Regions from separate parts of the Xenopus laevis genome. Here region 1 is linked to region 2. A link is a contact called in public Hi-C data. All regions are on one chromosome and are shown on one strand. Each heading gives the region's core, a stretch centred on a gene start, on an enhancer-like site or on the middle of the called end of the contact. The rest is flanking DNA. Distances are from core to core; before and after follow the strand shown. Region 1 holds the start of LOC108708954 (protein CREG2-like). Region 2 has its middle 23 kb from the start of pdcl3.S.

Region 1 (6,830 bases), core at 1,384-3,883, 180 kb before region 2:
ACTTCCTCCATTGACTTATATACAACCTTTCAGGTCTGAGATGCCGGATTTCAGATTCAGAGTTTTTCCATCCTCTGGGTATAAGAATAAAAATTCAGATTTCATAGTAAAAAAAAACAGAATGGCAGTTTTCCTGAACCTAGGATTTGTTTTTCCTTCTAGAATGTCATGTGCTTGTTGAGAAAACAATGGCAGACAGACTGACTAAATGGAACCTTTAGAAATCAAAGCAATGTTCAGTGATGAAAATTTAGCAGGGTTTAAAAAAAAAAAAAAAAAAAAAAGCAGTGGATACTGTTTCTATATAAGATGAACATGAAGGACTTACACATCTGAGGGGGCCACAATCTCCCCTGTTACTACTACTATATATTATTGTATCACAATTTTTGGCAGTTACCTCTTTCTGTGGGCAAATGCACTCCTAATTAGCACTAAGTCAGTTGTGCCATCATTAGGGGTGTTGCATATGGTATTTTTATTTATTAGCCAACTCTGTTTTTAGGGCATTTTTAAAAAAAAGTAGTTAATACTGGCATAATACACTCTAAATGTAGCTATATAGATTAAATGGAATACACACTTCAGTAAACCCACACGGAGTTTACCAGATGGTATCGGCTTATTAACACCATTTAGGCACCAATTTGAAGCACCAATATGCCAGTAAATTTCCATACCCACAGAACAGAATATGATCCGCAGTGTAGCAGATACATGTAGCATCTGCTCCTCTGATCAGCAGAACCAGGAAGCTGTTTATTTTCTAACATATAGGGGCAGATTTATCAAGGGTCAAAGTGAATTCGAGGGAATTTTCGAAGTAAAAAAGTTCGAAATTCGAAGTAATTTTTTGGATACTTCGAGCATCGAATAGGATACTACAACTTCGACTTCGAATTTGTTTCAAAGTAAAATCATTCGAATATTCGACCATTTGATAATTGAAGTACCGTCTCTTTAAAAAAACTTCGACTCCAATACTTCGCCAAATTAAACCTGCTGAAATGCTATGTTAGCCTAAGGGGACCTTCTAGAGCATTTTTCTAAGTTTAAGGCGAAGTAAAATCGTTCGTTCGATTGCTGAAATCCTTCGAATCGTAAGAATCGTTTGATTACTTTGACCACAAATGGCCAAATTCGATGTTAAAAAACTTCGACTTTGATATTCGAAGTCGAAGTATTCTAATTCGATGGTCGAATTTCGAAGCTTTTTCTACTTCGAAATTCGACTCTTGATAAATCTGCCCCATAGTGTTATATGTGAAGTGAAAGTGGTTGCATTATTTAGTTTAGTGCAAAAATATAACATATAATAATATATCCAAAACATAATAAAATATAAAAAATATAAATATTTTTATGAATATAGGCTAAAGGTATGTTCAGCACAAGTCTCCTTCCCTGAACTCATGTTTAAAAAAGGCTGTATGCTGCCCTGCTGTATGCTACTACCTTCCTATATTAAAGGGGAACTCCGGCTTCCAAACCCAAATTTGATAAAGAGGCCCACATAACACAGAAACCCCTAATATACCATCACAGTTACCTGTTTTTTCAAATAAATGTCATTTTCTATGCTGCAATCCAGCCTTTTAACAGTTCTTCTCTTTCTGCATCATTTGAAATCCCGGCAGGGAAGGAGGGATTAAAACACTGTCACAATGTTACAAATTGTAACAACTTTTCCACAGTTTACAGACAACATACAGGAACTACATAACCCACAATGCATTGCACTGTGATGTTCCATTCCTTATTGAAATCGCATGTGTAGGCAATTGTGGGGTCTGGACGATGCTTTTGATACAAAGTAACAGTAGTCAGCCAGCTCAGCAAAGTAGTCAGACAGATCAGCTGGAGAGCACGGGGCTAGGCTTCGGGAACTATTCCAAACCATTGAAAATCATGAAAGGTCTGCATATTTTTAAAATGATGTATATTGCAAAGTTGTTTGAAATTATGTTTACTTAAAAGCTTAAGTTATGTTTGTGTGGAGTTCCCCTTTAAATTTTTGGCCTTATAATAACATGAACAGTGGCAACCCTCCTAGAGGTGCAATAAATGTTATCTTGCTGTGGGCATCTGTTTTTGCTCTGTAAGGATCTGGCTTAACTACAATGGATGCTGTACCCTTAAGTGCAATAGTCTATTCTACTGTTGGAGGAGGGCACACTAATAGAGTAGCAGATGCACCTGTGCTTCTGAATGATTGACCCGTACACCTGTCAGGAGATGCTGAATGCGCATGCTCTTGTCAGTGAACGAATAAAAGCAAAATATTTCCCTTACTAATTGTTCCATCCCACCAGGGGTGTAACTACAGAAGAAGCAGACCCTGCGGCTGCTGGGGTCCCAGGAGGTATAGGGGCCCCATGAGGCATTCATTTATAGACAGTTTCAATAACTATTGGTAAAACAGGTCTACACGTATATTACCAATGTAATTTTGTTTAGCAAAGGTGGGCCAATGAATATTCGGGGAATGAAATAGTGACCAAACCACACATTTAGGCAGATAAACTATAGCTGCAATGTCCCTTTGTATCACAAGAGGGCGATCGAAGCACTGAGAATCGATTAGCATTGTCTGGGCTTCTCTTCAGCTAACGAAATGTAGATTCCAGCACCCTATGGCAGCCTCCCCAAAATGTCTGTGTGCTTCTTTCCTAGCAGAACTGCCCTTGCCTGCTTGCTCTGGGTATTCGTCTGCGGCGCATGCCCCCACAACACAGCTATGTTATTGTCAATTCAGTGTCTTTGTCAGTAACCAACGAGGTGGAGGAGGAACTATACAGTTCTTCCACAGAAGATGCACTGCCAGCTGGAGGATACCATCAGCATTTGGAAACAAAGCTACCCAGCCTCTACTTTCAAAGAAGAGGACAGAGAGATGAAGCCCAGGCCTGCGTCAGTCGGATCCAAGCAGATATCTTCTCCCTCCAGAATGTTCTCATACAAGAGAGAAAGTAATGTGGCCACAGAGAGCAGTGGCCCACCATCAGAAAATGGCCAGGGATGCCAGGCTCCTTGCCCACCACAGCAAATGGGGTTTTCCGTTTGCTAGCCACAATGTCCACGCATGAGTCAGTAAGTGTATTTAGGAACCTGTACATGCCCAGGGAAATACACATAGCATTTCAGTTCCAGTTGTGGCTGCTAGGAACTCTACAGTTACTATCTTGAGATTTGGAAGTTCTAGTTTAACTTCATCTCAAGGTAGGTTGGACATCATTTACATATAATTGGTCTGACACCATCTTTTCCTATACTGTGCACCCAGTCCCACCACTGGAGTCTCTTCCAAGAAAAAAATATTCTGGGGATGTTCCATCCAGCTGTTAATTTGCAGAATGACGATGAGTGGGTAGTACCCTAGTTTTAGTAGAATGGAGGTGATTTAATTTCCATCTAAAACTTTGAGGCTGCACAAACTATATATGTTTACCTCCGCAACATGCACAGGCAGTGCTAAGTGCTCTCATTAACTGTTGAATGGTACACATACCCAAAGCAATAACTCACATGCAAACACATTCTTCTAAGGATAGCTTTAAATAAAGTTAACAAAGTTAACATTTTGACATTTTGCCTTTTTAGTACTGGTTTGTGAACAACAATAGGGAGCATATTTATAAAGCTGTTTTAAAATGCAGTTTACATTGTCAGTTTTATGCTATGTGGTTTTGGCCAAGTAATCTTTTTATGTATTCGTTTTGATGAATGCAAATGAAAAACTAGGTGAGAAATGATGAGTAAAACATTACAGCTTTATAATTATGCCCCTTATGTGGGACTCACCTAATGCAAAGTTTAACCACCACAAGCTTTTGCCTTAAGGGTAAAGCCAGACGAGGAGATTTTGTCGCTTGGCAACTTATCGCCACGTCTTTTGCGCGACTATCTCCCCGAACTGCCTCATTGTTTTTTCCCCATAGGCTACAGCACAAAATCGTCTGCGCTAATGCAAAGTTTGGGCAACTATTGAAAACGCCTCACCGCGTGTGCATTAGCGCAGGCGATTTTGCGCTGTAGCCTATGGGGGAAAAACGCGGAGGCAGTTCGGGGAGATAGTCGCGCAAAAGACGTGGCGATAAGTCGCCAGGCGACAAAACCTCCCCGAATCTCCTCGTCTGGCCTTACCCTTAAAGACTGTAATTCTTTGTAGTTAAATGGCACATGTAAAGTTTTGGTCCATTTTTGGTGCCAAGAAACATGAACTATTAATCGCTCAAGTGTTTCTGATGCATTTGTTTGGAATACACTCTATAACTGTTTTGCTATAAGTGTATGTTTACAGTAAAGCCTACTCAGTATGTGTTCTGAAGTATGTTTACAGTATCGTCCACAAACTGAAAATGAACAGATTGAGCAAGCAGCTGTAATGGCTCTTACACAAGAGTGTTCCCCTGCAGGAAGAAATACAGTCCTGTATTTTCCTGTTTGTTTGTCTCTGCCGAGCACAGATGGAACCCAATCTAATGCATTATAATGTGTTCTACCTGCATTTGGCACTTGCCTGCACCCTAGTGAGTACAAACTAATAGAACAGAGTGGGGGGGTAATGTAATAAAAGGCAAATTTGCCCAGGAGCAGTGACTTAGTGCCTTTTATTATATTACTTCTGTATCTTTTCCTATATTTCCCTGTGGTTGTGGTGGAACATATGAAAGATCCACTGCAGGGAAACACATGTAAAAACGCTCATGTTTAAAAGCCCTAAGGACAATGGTGCATGTGGAAATTCTGCCACTTAGAAACTGAGATTTTAAGAGCCTTGGGGTATGGCGTAAAAATCACTCCATTCACAATATGTTGGTCACCCCTGTTCCCCAAGTGAATTTCATTGCTACGTTTGTTCTCTGGCTGGCGCTCCTTTTTGAAAAAATGCATGAGAATAGTAAGTAAGATGGCAGCACTGCTTTCTTTTTTTTCCCCAGGGCTGGTGAAAATTGCCCCATTCCCTAGGGCAGTGATCCCCAACCAGTAGCTCGTGAGTAACATGTTGCTCTCCGACACCTTGAATGTTGCTCCCAGTGGCCTCAAAGCAGGTGATTATTATTGAATTCCAGGCTTGGAGGCAAGTTTTAGTTGTATAAAAACCAGGTACACTGCCAAACAGAGTCTCAATGTAGGTTGACAATCCACATAGGGGCTAATAAATGGCCAATCACAGCACTTATTTGGCACCCCAAGAATATTTTTCATGCTTGTGTTGCTCCCCAACTCCTTTTTCTTCTGAATGTTGCTCACTGGTTCAAAAGGTTGGGGATCCCTGCCCTAGGGTCTGTCAATATGTTATGTACACCCCACAGAATGGGGCTTTCCTTGTCTTTTAAAAAACTTATGCTCATCACCACATTCTTTATAAATGGTGTACAAGTTTAATAGTAGTTTGAAGATAGAATTAATCAACAATTGTCACAGCAGCAATTGTATACAGCAAGTACCTTAGATAGGGCTAGAATGACATGGTTCCAAATCACACATCAAGGGAGTACAAGGGAGTTTCATTTTCAAGCCAGTTGTTTTAAACCCTTAGTAACAATAACACAATTCCAGGCAAAGCATGCTAAAAAGTTAAAAAGACAAGGCAAACAATTTGAATCATGGAACCGTTTTCTCTCAGTGGAAAAGCCAGGCAGCTGGAGCTCGTAGGGATACCATCACTCCACATGTACTGTATGTGGAATTCATAAGGTGTTGCATCATTTAAGTGTGAGCTGCATTTAGAGGCACCAATGTACTGACAAGAGCTTACTAACTGGTCCCTCCCACTGTCTATAACCTGAAAGCAAATGAAGGAATATTATTAGCTATTATTATGTACAGGACAAACTCCCTACATTCTTGCTGTTTATAGGAGAGTGTAACAAGCTAATTAAATTAAATATATATTTAATGCTAAAACAATGATCACTTTATCCTCTTACTGTTTTTGTTTCTTTCCTATCACTGGGAGTATAGCCAGGCCATGAAGAGCAACAGTGCAGGGAGCATTTTGGTTAAAGTACTTGTAGGGCCAATTAAATATTGACACCGATCATAGATTGCTACCTATCGTGTGAAATAAAGAAACTCCTATATGCCATGAGCCAATCTTCTTAACAGTGTCAAAGGTCAATTACTTTTATGAGTAGAAGTATGTATTTGCTGTATTCCCTATAAATACAGTACCTTTCCATCATCTTCTCTGCACCATCCTTAGGCTAAAACAATGAGTGATCACTATTGCCCTATGTTTAATAAGATAGTTTTTATGAAGAAATAAAGCTTCTCTTTAAGAAGGCAATACATTTTTTTTTCAAAGATGATACTGTTTCATTACAATGGTACTTTATGTAAAAAAAAGTTCTAATAATTAACATAAAGCTCATGTTCTGTCTGATGTTCCAGATTATTTACACAACTGATTTTTTTTTTCCTTTGTTTTACCAGATTGCAGACCTACCCTTTGGACATGTTTTACTCACTAGTGATGGCCCAATGGATAATGATACAGGTGACCCATATGTCAGCTGAAAGGCCAGCTTTATCTCTGATAAAGAATCCAGTAGCATCGCTGACATTTGCAGATCTGGATGCTGACTTATGCAAGTATATATAATTCTATTTGGCTGTTTGCCAGAAAAAAATGATACACCAATGTAAAGGAGACCTCTCCCTCCTTGCAACAATAGTCTTTGTTACCCTTCACACTATGCTAAGTCATGGCTGTGCAATTGGAGGCTTGTTTGGCACATGTGACCATCCAAGGGGATTCTAAGCACCCCCAGCCTACTCAAGGCTCCCTAGAATTATCTAAATGACATCATCATTTCAATATACTA
Region 2 (7,117 bases), core at 4,007-6,506:
CATCATCCAATAAAGCTAATGGCACAATAGCATTTTCTCCACCAGTGTATTTCTGCTGGCAGAGAAATACCTGCCACTAGAGCTGATTTATAAACATATGTGCTAAATTGCACCAGTGCTGATGCCAGTAGTATCTACAAATCAACACTCTGCTTTAAACTAGCTACTAAACGTTTGAAAATGAAAGCAATGATCTGATTGGTTGCAATGGGTAACAACACTGCTGTATTTGCGTATTTGGGTTCATAATTGACACCTACTGACTTGAATGGCAGCATTTCAGCCTGAACTTTTTTTTTCAAATTTATTGAAACATTTCCTTTCCTTATTGTGATTTAAATCTGCTTTCTCCACAGTTACATGAAGCCCTTGTGATAACTGCTTGATTATATTTAGCCCATCAATTAAGCTTAATTGTCTTCTATTCTTTTCAGGTTGACATAATAAGCCCAGAAGGGGAATTCAAAGTTTTCTTCATGTATGCAATGAAACCATACTGCTTCTTCACAAAAAATCTGAAAGATTGTACAGCAGTCAATTTATTTTTCAAAGGGAGTGCTGCCATCTAATGGACGTTTGCAATAAAATATCCACTTCCCTGGTTAAAATATTGCACAAACATAGTATCATTTAATTCTCTTGGGAATGTAAAGCTGTGAATATGACATCTTATTTGATTATTATTAAATTATTAAATGAATAAATAATGAATTATTAAATAAAAGTTTAACTTTCGAAACTGCTTTTGCACAATTACATTTTCTAAACAACTTTGCAATAAGCATTATTTACAAATTGAAATGGCTATAACTTTGTGAATAAAAAAATGTAGATTACATCACCGTGTGTAGGTCGTTAAGTTGATAATCAAAGAGAGAGTTGGTAAAGTAACAATGTGTAGATACAAAGGAGAGCATTTAAAGTGCAGCAAAGTGGAATGTCATAAAATACATGGCCATCGAAAAGAAAAGGGAAACAGGGTAGAATGAAGTTAAATAAATATAGATAATGATAAATGAGAGGAGGAGATGAGTGACCACCACATACAGAGCCTTCAGCACCATCATAGGTTAGCTGAGTAGCAGCCTTTGTACCTTTGTGGATATCCTGGAACCCAAATATTTGAATAACCTCCTAAAAAAGAGAAAAGCAAAGAGTGCCACTATACCTGGTGTAGCAAGACTGTATATTTTTCATGAATGTCAAATGCAACCTGTGCTCCATTGTGCCCCTATTGCCCACATGGGTATTCATGAAAAATATACAGTCTTAAAAAAACTCATTGGTGGCCAGCCCCCCCAAGTTAAAAAAACATTTGTGTCCAGGGGCCCCATAGAAGATTAAAAAAAAATTAGTGTCAGGGGTCCCAAATAAAATTAAAAAAAAAACATTGATCTTCAGTGGAACTTACCTTAAGGACATGTGCAATCTTCTTCATTCTTCTCTGTGATAGCAGCTTCTTTGGCATATTCGGCTCCTTTCATGACTTTGTCTCCTATTGGAAACTTGGGTCGTCAGCGGCTTCAGCTCTTTGGGTCTTTGGCCTCTTTGGTGGCTTTACTGATGTTGCATTCACTTAAGGGGGGCCCAGGTAATCTTAAAAGTTCAGCACAGCTAGTCCTCCCTTTAGACTCTAAATCTTCCACCCCCCCCCCGATAGTGGCCCTGGTCCCTAATGTAATTGATCCAGAGAGTGTTGATGCTATAGAGGATGAGAGGAGGGTGAAAACCAATGGCAAGCAGGTAAGGTTTCCTGGGACAGGCAAAAAAAAAAAAAAATATATAGAAGTGAAATGTGTGGCACACCGCTTCCAACCTCACGCAGTTGCACGGTTAAGACTTGCATATATTTTCCAAAAAGAACCAGCAACACCTGGATTTTTCAAAACAAAAAATATATATTTAGTGAAGCATGTATAAGTGAAGCATGTATAGCCAACGTACCATTTTTGTCCCTCAAGTCCACAATGGCTATACATGCTTCAATAAATATATATTTTTTGTTTTGAAAATATTCCGGTGTTGCTGGTTCTTTTTGGAAAAAAAAAAAAATATATATACATACATACGTACACATATATATATATATATATATATATATATATATATATATATATATATATATATATATATATATATATATATATATATTCAATTTCAAATGTAAATAGGCACTATTCATTTTAGCCAGCAGGTGGCACCAGCCCTAAATGTTGGCCTGTAGGGGATGCTCCATTCATAAGCCTATATAAGGAAGTGCAGGAAGCACTTCCTCTTTGGCCTGATAAAATTTGAAGGCAAGGAGAGGCAGATCAGACTAGCACCGTGCTAGTACAGTACTAGGCAGTATAGGAGGTTTAGAGGGTTGCCTATGACTAAGTGCTGGGTAAGCATGAAATGCATTAGGCTTTTGTAGGGACTGATGTATTTTAACTTGATATAATTTATGTGATTTTATACTTTTAGTTGCATGAGTATCCATTCTTTATAGTTTGTACATTACTTCTGTTGGTCACTAGAGGTTTCTCATGCACTAATCTAAATAGTATTACCCTGTAGCCAATATTGTTAGTGTTGAGTTTAGGAGGTTGTGCCAGGATGACCTCAGAGGTTAGAGGTGGTTCTATAGGTACCAAGGACAGCCTGTGGCCCCAATGAGGAGGTAGTGATTGGGGTTAGTACCTGGACGATTGTGCACCAGTTAGGGATTGGAGCATTCAGATGAAGGTTAGTGGGGAACCTACACAGTAGTGAAACAGCTGGAAGATGCTTGTGCACTATATGTTGGATAAGACTGAAAAAAGAGAGCAGTGGTTTTGGGATAGTAGACCCCCTCAATGGCTTATGGCACTCTATAAGTACACTTTCCAGATGACACGGACACTGGAGGCCTCTGGAGAGGAAATACTGTGTGTGAGATGTTTCTCTGGAGGAGTGTTCATTTTTATTTTGTGTAGCAGATTACCAGTGCTGTACATTGGCATCTCTTTAAGAAGCTGTTTAATAAAGTCTACCAACCATGGGTAGGACTGGATTTACGGATTATTAATGGTGTTCTCTTATGTTGTACCCATATGGCACTGGGGGCATTGTATTATAGGAGTCTGTAAAAGAAAATATGCTAAACTAAGTCTACTGTGCTGAAATACCATATACAACCTCATATAATTAAGTAGGCAATATAGCCAGGACTGATAGGTAATCAATTATTGAAACTCTGAAGCCAGTGATTCACCATTTCATTCAAACTGTTTCCTCAGCTGTAGTTGGTTTTAATAAATCACTAGCATTTTTGTGGCTTAATGTATCTGACATTAAACAAATAAAATGCAAAATGGTCCGTGAACCCAGTCTGAAATTCTCTGCTGGTAAATATGTCGCCAATATGTTATAATGTTACAAAAAAAAAATCAATATGGAGGTGCGGTATTACAGAGAATTTTCCCAAGTCTATTGATTTTTATGGTAGACCCAAGTATTCATCTAGCAATGTGAAAAAATTAAGCCCGAAAGGAATTAATTAGCACAGCAACAAGGGCAAGAGTGATAAGAGAAGCAAGCTAAGCAAAAATACTGGAACTAAATCACACAATTACCAAATCACAAATGCACAAGTGTAAATTAAACAAAAATCTTTGATGCCCGAGCTTATTGAAGAAACCACCAATCTTGAGCAGTACTAACTGGAAAATTCTTACTTCCTTAGGGGTCCATTAGCTGTGTAGGGCATTCCCTTGGCAAACATCAAGGATTGCTTTCATGATGTGTCATATCACTGCATTATAAATGTAAATAGTATGCTAAATATGTAATTGTTAACCTTTGGTTAAAAAAGGTCTGTCTATTGATGTCCTTGTGTTTGTCAGAGAGGTAGTTAGAGTGGAGCGTACAGATCAATGAGTGTCTGCTTTGTTCTGCTGCAGTAATATAGCAGCATGGGCCTGTCAGACAGAAGCCAAGATTGTTTTGTTTAGAAGTGTGTATCTGTGCTATTTTCCCAGCATGAGTGGACAGTTGAGATGGAAAGTAACCAGGTGGAAAAATAATTAAAACCCCAGTGCAATAAACAGACTTTCAAGAAGCAGAATTTCCTGCAGTGCTGAGGGACAGTTCATTACATAGCTTTCTTGCTCTGGAAATTGTGTTTTTACATTAAAGGTTATCGTTTGAATATAAACTGTATATGTATTTTAGTCACGGGTCTTAGAATAAAACACAAGTACAGTATTAGCTTATCCAAATCTATTGGCACAAGCCTTTAAAACAACTACAATCACACTACACATTTATGTTTTTACCTGTAAATAGGTCTGAACGTTTTAATTTATAGAAGACTATTTCATGCATTATGCTGAGCTTACAGAATCTGTTACGTTCTCTCACTCTTTCCTTCTCAGCTAACACCTTGTGACACCAGGCAATATTTAGCCTGAGATTGGTCATTAGCTGCTAGGGGTTCCCCTGCTTGCATATTCCTTGGGGATTGCAAAATGTCCAGTGTAATAAAAGCATGCGGAGGGTAATATATAAAGAAAGGTCACTCAGAGAAACAAAAGGACTATGGTAGCATAAAATAATATGGGATCTCACCACAAAGTGTTGCATACAGTATATCAGCAGCACAAGATTAATGCATGTATTTAGTGGCAGATTTATTATATATTGAATTTGATAATCTCAATTGGTGACTGCTCTCCTGCTTTCATGCACAAGATAATGGCATGTTATTTCCCTCTGTTATGCAGTGGAGGATGTGAAATTAACAAAGACCCCCTCACACTGTAAATTATTCATGTTTTTAAATAATTTGCTCTCATGGGGGTTAAAGCATATGAAATTGGATATTCTAGTGTAAGCACTCCTCTAGGTTTCCTGTTGATGCAGCACTATTTTGTTATTTTGCCACTGCTCCATTTACATGTTTTCTATTTCAAAGGATTATACATTATACACAAACTGGAGATTTTTTAGTAGAAGCACAGGTATGTAAAAGGGCCACACTGATATTTTCTGTACCCCGTGGCATTACAGCACATTTATAGAATATGCTGAGCAATCCGTTGCAACCAGAGCCTATAGTCAGAATGCTCAGAGCCCAATATGCTGTATGACAACTTCCAGCAATGATTCTTTAGCATGACTTCCTTTCACCTAATATCCTGCACCAGGGGACACCTGTGTGCTCCAAGTATAGTATACTGGCAGGTTCTGCCAGCACTGCATTTATAAATGGGTGTAACTCTTTACCAAGCATTGTGCCTGTGAATGACAGCCTCAAAACCTTGGGTGGGAACAACATACAAAGTCTAAAAACTATTTTTTACACCCTTCCAATGTAAAGGAGCACTCTTTTAATTATATTTCTTACTTGAGATGGAGTAAAGCAGACCTTGCATTGAAGTGTGCCACACAAGAATGAAGCGCTCACCTCCGTTTCTCTTCCCTTTGGGACCAGGTGCTTAGCAGCCAATTTCCCACTCTACCATGGGTTTCAAATCATATGCAATATCCAACAGACTGCAGCACACTGACACGTTGTTTCTGTGAACTTTTTTGTGATTTATTGGTTCATTATCAGTAGACAAAAAAATGCAACGTTTCGAGTCTCACAGGAGTCTTTATCAAGCATGTGGTTACATTCATTACTCTCTGTTAAATAGTGATAAGTGGGGGCGGGGAAGGTCAGGGGAAGTGATGGGTGGGGACATCAATTACAATGTAACATACATTGGATACATACAGTATAATGCATACTAATCAGATTGTTAATAGCTGTTGTATTCCTTGGACAGTGCCCATATTCATAACTTGTATTTCTCAGTGTATCAATCTGGTGTTAATTAAAACAAACAGTGTTTTTGTATTAGCAATAGCCAAACAATAAAATCAGTCTCTTGTTTAATATAATCCTTTACATTCAATTCTATATAAATCGATTTGTAGTATTGGAAGATCTGAGACGCTTGTATTACCTTTCTTGCAACATTCTATTCCATGGTTTCTTATGCAGAAGGTAATGACTGCACTGAGAATTATCCAAATCCCAAACCATTTTTACTACCCTTTAAAGAAAAAATTGTTAGTCTTCAAGGAGTAATAACTGCAACATCAAAAGTCTACTGTCCTACTGATTGATAAACAAAGCAGGAGTATAATCTCTATACAAACCGGCCAAACTGTGTCAAGCCTGTGAATCCACTGCATCTCCAGCTTGTGCAGCAACATCATTCTGTCTCCCCCTCTCCTGGGTGGTTCAATTATTTGAAATTTTAGCTGACTAATTGAATGTTTTGCTTGCTGAAAATGAGCAGGCACCGGTAATGTCGTTAATCCCTTACGGATAGTGGATTTATGTTTCGATATTCTATCCTTAATCTTTTGGGTCGTTTCCCCCACATATAAAAGACCACATGGACATTTGAGTAGGTAAACGACAAAAGTAGATTCACAGGTATAATATTGTCTGATAGCGTATTTTTTGCCCGAGTGCGGGTGACAAAATGTGTCCCCTTTAATGACTGAGTTGCACTGTGTGCAATTCAGACATGGGAATGTCTCGAACTTTGGTTTTTGCAAAAAGCGAGTATTTGGTAGTTTATTACTTCCCACATCTGCTCTTATGAGTCTATCTATAAGATTTTTTGCTCTCTTGTATGCTAACATTGGTGGCGACTGAAAACTGGGCACATCTGGTAGGCATGACTGCAATATATGCCAATGTTTACGTATGATCTGCCCAATATGTTTGCTTGCCGTATTGAAGGTACTTACAAAGGCCACATTGAAATGTGGGCAAATCAGAGATAGATCAGCTTGTTTGATGAGCTTGCCAAATTAATCTTTCCTAGATTTGCCCACCTTAAGGATCACAACAACGGGGATACAGGCAGTCGGGTAAAGGACCTCATCATGAGCTGATGCAACCATTGCCCTGATGAGATTTTTAAATCTGTCCGATTAAGATCTGTCAGATTATTTCAGCCAAATATCAGTCAAATATGCCTATCAGAGTTATGAAGGAGCTAAATTGCTAGCAAAAATCAGAACCTGCATGGCCACCTTACGTGCCTGGGTCATGTTGGAGACAATGAATTTAAGGCTATGGCAAGGCATGCTG

The links. Hi-C and Micro-C count contacts between places; a contact is called where the count stands out from the background.
Region 1: a Hi-C map of the XL177 cell line shows a contact between it and region 2, with 4 times the contacts expected there. The contact joins the promoter of LOC108708954 here to the enhancer-like site in region 2. A contact is called at or near these places in 2 of 4 Hi-C or Micro-C datasets (the XL177 cell line and the XTC cell line).

The regions. Positions count from the first base shown.
Region 1 is chr2S:101,702,926-101,709,755 of Xenopus_laevis_v10.1, reverse strand. It overlaps LOC108708954 (protein CREG2-like), which reads left to right and starts at 2,633. Exons shown (of 4, transcript XM_041584744.1): 1 at 2,633-3,058; 2 at 6,439-6,513; 3 at 6,629-6,732. The coding sequence starts at 2,813.
Region 2 is chr2S:101,528,125-101,535,241 of Xenopus_laevis_v10.1, reverse strand. No RefSeq gene overlaps it. Among protein-coding and RNA genes, the nearest start is that of pdcl3.S, 23 kb to the left of the region's middle. Within about 2 kb of position 5,256, at least 1 of the 7 cell types and tissues checked has an H3K27ac peak or open chromatin away from gene starts, as enhancers often do.